2 separate regions of the Mus musculus genome follow, and region 2 is linked to region 1. The links are chromatin contacts, called in public promoter capture Hi-C maps. All regions are on one chromosome and are shown on one strand. Each heading gives the region's core, a stretch centred on a gene start, on an enhancer-like site or on the middle of the called end of the contact. The rest is flanking DNA. Distances are from core to core; before and after follow the strand shown. Region 1 overlaps Bnip2 (BCL2/adenovirus E1B interacting protein 2). Region 2 overlaps Nedd4 (neural precursor cell expressed, developmentally down-regulated 4).

Evidence for each region. Promoter capture Hi-C pulls out the DNA fragments that hold promoters and counts their contacts.
Region 2: a promoter capture Hi-C map of liver shows a contact between it and region 1, with 2.7 times the contacts expected there. The contact joins two enhancer-like sites. A contact is called at or near these places in 2 of 39 promoter capture datasets (erythroid cells and liver) and 1 of 9 other capture datasets (adipose tissue).

The regions. Positions count from the first base shown.
Region 1 is chr9:70,002,172-70,004,955 of GRCm38.p6, forward strand. It overlaps Bnip2 (BCL2/adenovirus E1B interacting protein 2), which reads left to right. Exons shown (of 11, transcript NM_016787.4): 8 at 1,208-1,294; 9 at 1,398-1,496; 10 at 2,135-2,170. Among named protein-coding and RNA genes, the nearest start is that of Gtf2a2, 9.0 kb to the right of the region's middle. Within about 2 kb of position 1,455, at least 7 of the 459 cell types and tissues checked have an H3K27ac peak or open chromatin away from gene starts, as enhancers often do. A contact at or near this core is called in liver, where this site is marked.
Region 2 is chr9:72,713,787-72,716,570 of GRCm38.p6, forward strand. The region is part of intron 4 of Nedd4 (neural precursor cell expressed, developmentally down-regulated 4); the gene reads left to right. Among named protein-coding and RNA genes, the nearest start is that of Nedd4, 22 kb to the left of the region's middle. Within about 2 kb of position 1,400, at least 63 of the 459 cell types and tissues checked have an H3K27ac peak or open chromatin away from gene starts, as enhancers often do. A contact at or near this core is called in liver, where this site is marked.

The sequences.
Region 1 (2,784 bases), core at 205-2,704:
TGTTGCCATTTAAAGATAACATCAATTTCTTCGGTTTTACTTGTCAACTTCTGAATGTTTTTATTTTTTTAAAGATGGCCCTTAACAATGTCATGGCGAGTAACTTGAGTCTGCTTTTAGTAAGAATGACTTTAATTCTTCAAAACACACAAGATTGCTCTCCATTCTTCCTTATGCCGTTTAGAACACATTATTTAGTATTCATCTTGGAAAAGGTTGGACAATGTCCCTCTGCTGTGTACTGTCCTGTGGGGCCAGTGCAGGTGCACAAGTTCTGTGTAGACGTCAGGAGTCACTAAGCTTACTACTCAGATGCTGGCCTCTTTGTTGCTGAGACAGTCTCTAGCTCAGACCTCGAGCTGATAAGCCAGGTACCTAGAGAGTTCCAGCACTGAGATTATGTACCACACCATTCTCTTCTTTTTTATCTGGGTTCTGGGGAATGAGACCTGGGTCCCCATGCTTACACTGCAGGCACTGGACCAACTAGGCCATCTCTCAGGTTTCCAGCTATAGTTTTTTAAAACAATCACTAAAAATGTGTTATCTTGAGACTCATTTGTCCACACCAATCAAGCAACTCTAATCTTGCTAATGGTTCAGTGTTGCCTTCGTTGATTCAAGTGGTTTACCCTGACTTGTTAATAGGGTTTGTTTTTTTCCCCTAGGAAAACATGTTCACTATCTTCTGTGATTGTTTTTTTTTTTAATACATACAAATATCTAAAAAGAAGCTTTTACTTTATAGTGAACATTTTTAAATTTCAAAGTGTTATTGAGTCTGACTCCTGGCTCACTCCTTTGGTTTTCTCTGCCCATCCCCCTTACAAGCTAGTGCTTTTCATGATATTAGAAGCAAATGCCACTTGTTCCCTAGATTTGAACAGAAAAAGATGGTTTACTTTCTTTCATGTTCAGTATCAGCTTTCCTTGCCGGAGGAGGAAATGCTAGCAGGCATTTGAAAGCAGACAAAGTAAGCCATGAACTTGGACAAATTAAATAAACTCTATTTCACAGCATCGGAGGGATGTTTAGAACTCAGGAATGTATTTTCTTGTCTTTAGAATGTTACACTTGAATGAAAATTGTTGGTGACTTTTTTTTCCATCTATTTTGTACAAATTTGCATTATACTTATTTATATCTAACTTTTTTGTGCTATAATTTGTAGAAATTTTGTATAATTTTTTTTCTTTTTGTCTTCAGATTAAGGAAAAACCTTAAGTCTCTAATCATTGTGCACCCCTCTTGGTTTATCCGAACACTTCTGGCTGTTACACGACCATTTATCAGGTAATTTTCTGAGTGTCCATTTAAAAAAAAAGTATCTTGTATTTAAATGTCAGATTTATGAGTCAGAAGTACGGAGATAATTGTTTTGTGTTTTCTTCCCCAGTTCAAAGTTCAGTCAGAAGATCAGATACGTCTTTAACTTGGCCGAGCTGGCAGAGCTTGTTCCCATGGAGTATGTCGGCATACCAGAGTGCATCAAACAGTACGTCTGCCCTGCTTTCCTTCCCTTCCTGGTTGTGGGCAAGGGGAATGCTTTTCCCTCTCACGGTATTCCAGAACACAGGGTTTGTAAGGAACCCCACAGCTTCCCCTCACAGCACCATGTTTACAGAACTGGAGGTGATGGCCACTCATGAGTCCTTCTGTACGCTAAGTGCTGTTTACAGTCCGAGAGATGACTTCCTGAAAAGGCAGTCCTGTAGAGTAACTTTTCTGCTCGACGTATTACACTCTCACATGGAGTGAGTTTATCATATTACTGAAAGAACTCATTGCTAAAGAAACGAGTTGTTGATTAAATCAGCTTGGTCTTAATATTTTCCAGAAACTAGAATTTTCTGTTTCATCGTTCACTTCCGCCTGCCTTCTAAGAGACTTGGAGAGACTGTTGGTTGAGCAGTGGCATCACAGTGCTGTGGTGCAGTATTTCTCTGACTGTTACTGTTGGTCTCAGGGTTTAGGCTTAAGTATTTCCAAACCAGATTTACCAAGTTGGTTTGTAGTCACTACATCATGTTAAATGTTAGCATTTCATATTTGTGCCTACACAGTTACACGTTCAGTCTTTTTTTTTTTTAATCTCAAAATGTGCATTTACTGAAATAACTCTTCCCTACCAAGGTATGAAGAAGAAAAGTTTAAAAAGAGACAAAAAAGGTACATGCACACCTTGACTGGGTTGCATCTAGACTAGTCCATTTGCATTGCACAGACTAACCCTGCTGCTAGTTGGTTAGCTTGCAAACAGAGACTAGCATTTGTAAATATAAATGTCGCCCAGAGCCGAGGACAGGGCAAACCCCAAGCTCCTCGTGCTCAATATGAGCATGCTTAACGTGTGTGTCGTATCAGAGCTCTCCTGCTCTGTGTGCTGAACCCAGAGAAGTGACTGGGAGCCCTGGCTAAAATCCCAGGCCTTTGAAAACTTTAGCATTTTGCTTTTGAAGTAGATAAACAGACATTTTCAAGCAACAGCTTATTCCCTTGGGGTCGATGATTATATTTGCAATGCATATACTCTTTGGCTAACCAACATTGATTTTCTCTATATGCTTAAATAGCCTGCTAACCAGTCAAACTCTACATGTGATAAAATACCTAAATTCAGTGTACCATTTAACAGTTAAACACTCTGCTTTCTACTTGAAATTTAATTTTGAACACTTCTGCTTTGAGTGTAACAACCTTTCATTTGTTAATGTCTTAGCATAAAGATGAAAGGCAGAGCATAAAATAGTTTATCATTTTATATAGTAGTTTAGAAAAGCCTT
Region 2 (2,784 bases), core at 150-2,649, 2.7 Mb after region 1:
TGTGCTCGTGGGTTTGTGCTTGCTCGTGTGCATGGGTGTTCCGTAGAACACTGCAGAAGTCAGAGGACAGCTTGAATGTCCCCTCCTTCCACTGTGAGGTCTCACCTTCATTCACAGTGCCTTTATTGTGGCCATCTCACTGGCCCACATTGCAAGCTTTTAAGAGATTTTTTTGGGGTACAAATGTCTGTCCATGGCCTTGTCACGCAGAGGGATTCTTACATTTGGATTTCTGCTTGAAATGAACTTTGCTATGAAGGAAGAAAAGGCTTTCCCAGAGACTTTGAAGTTTAGCAGCATTTCATTACATGGGAGCTCGCCCCAGCTTTGCTTGAGCATGGTTCACAGGCACCTCATTCATGGTTTGGTTTGCCTCTGTGGTGTAGACTCGCCTTGCTTTATGCTTTGGCCTCCCATCACAATGTTTGAATTCCTTCAGAGGCCACCTTATAATTTCGAGAGATGTAAGCGTGTCGTTTGTTTATGCAAAGGCCGAGGAATTCAGACCCACGAATGTGCTTATTTATCTTCTGGGCAGCGAGAGACCAGAGACGTCTTGCCTGGTCCTGTGATGTGTAGTTTGTGACTACATATTTCAAATTCTGCTATTTGAAAAAAACAACAAGTGCAATTTTGGAGGGAGGTGAGCTCTGGGCTTCTTACATTTCTGAGTATAGTGTGGCTCTGATTAGCTGTGTGTAACGTTTCATTTTGTGTTATTTACGATCATCTGTATGAATTCTACAAGATTAGGATAAAATGTTTGTCTAAGTACTTTGTACTTGCTTTCTGGCCCTTCTGACTCCATTAAATTGTAGGTATTTGCATATTGGCTTTAAGACTAGTAGTTAGGATTTCTTGCCTTGTAGAAAATTATTTTATGAGGAAAATAGATAATCCATATTTCTTAGGGAAGACAGAAAATATTCTTTCCCAGTAGTGTTTGGGGGTATAGTTGTACTTTCTCAAACTTAAAACCATTTCTTTTTCTAAAGCATTAAAATAAGAAATTAAGTACCTTTTTTTTTTTTCCATTTTTCTTACTGAATTTACATGGGCAACACTAAAGCAGATCTTTAAAAAGTAATACACATTTTCAAAGAAATGCTCTTGTGCCAGGGAAGCAGCTTACTGGTCACAAGCCAGAAGCTCCAAGTTTAAGCTCCGTCTTCAGCCCACTTGATCGTATTCCTCAGCAAGATGAATCCCCTGGAAGCCTAAGGCCCAGCTAGCTCAGTGCCAGAGGCAGCAAGAAGGAACCCTGCATAGGAGGGGGAAAGGAAAGGACCAGCTCCTACAGTAGGTCCTCTGACCCCCACGTACATGGCATGCATGCACCCTTACACACTTGGAATGTGCCAAAGGCCATCAGCCCTCCCTGCACTGGGCTTCAGGCCACTGGTGAGTCACCTGGTGTGAGTGCTGGAGATGGAAGGGCAAGCTCTCCTAACCGCTGAGCTGTCCCTCTGTAGTGTCTTGTTTTCATGTTCAGCAGTGGGACCTTTCTCTTCTTTTCTTTTTTTTTTTTTTTTTTTGTTTGCTTGTTTGTTTGTTTTGAGACAGGGTTTCTCTGTATAACCCTGGATGTCCTGGAACTCACTTTGTAGACCAGGCTGGCCTTGAACTCAGAAATCCTCCTGCCTCTGCCTCCCAAGTGCTGGGATTAAAGGTGTGCGTCACCACTGCCTGGCGTGGGATTCCTTTTTAAACAGCCTTTCTTGTTGATGTCACGGAATCCTAGAAGGCTGCTTTTCTTCTGACGTGTCCCTCCGTACATGTAATTTATCTTGATCACAGTCACTGCCACTATCTGCCTTCAGCTCCCTCCCCCTCCCCATCACCTTTTCCTTTGTAATCCACCTTTGTGTCTTCTTTTATTCTCCTTAGTAAATTCACTTTTATTGATAAGACCCTATTTTTCTGAGAGCAAAATAGCCATTGGCCACATTCAATAAAGAAATCCCGGGACTGGTGAGATAGCTCAGTGGTTAAGAGCACTGGATGCTTTTCTAGAGGTCTCAGATTAAATTCCCAGTACCCACATGGTGCCTTACAACCATCTGTAACTGCAGTTTCCTGGAACACAATGCCTTCTGCCATTTACCGGCACTGCAGTGTATGTTATGCACAGGTACTAACATCTAAACACATAAGAATGAATAAATGAGTAATTGAGAAAGGAAATCTTGAGCTAAACAGAATACCAGAGACTGTTAACAGACTGTAATAAACTCAGATCATGCCTTCTGAGACCAAGTCCTGAGAGATGCAGTTTGACTGTACACAGGATTAGAGTTCCCTTTATAAAGTAGCACATTTTGATGGTCTACAAGAAAGGAAGACAGAAAAAAAATGGAGATGAAGTAAGAGGAAAAGAAGAGAATAGAATTTGGGTATCAGCTCCCATAGCAGTGAAACGAGAAAAAGAGACCACACGTGATGGGGTCCAACTTTAGCTTCCCACATAGAATGCCCTCCCAGTAATTCTCTGGTCCTCCCTCCATTCCCTAAACTCCCTCTTCCTCTCAGCCTCCACCTGCTGCTCTTACTGTCAGGTGCAGCCTCCAAGCATTGGGCTGCTCTTCCCAGCCTGCATCTGCCTGTACGCTCAGTGCCAGCGCAGGGAGTAGAAGCCCAGTCAGTATGCTGGGGTGGATCTGTCACAGTACTGAAGACCTTTCCTGTTTCTCTGCTTTTCCATTGATTTAGCAGGGCTAGGGTGTGAATATGTTTATGAGTTCCCGTGTCCAGTGCAGAATTCTTCTCCTTTGTGCTTTCTGGATT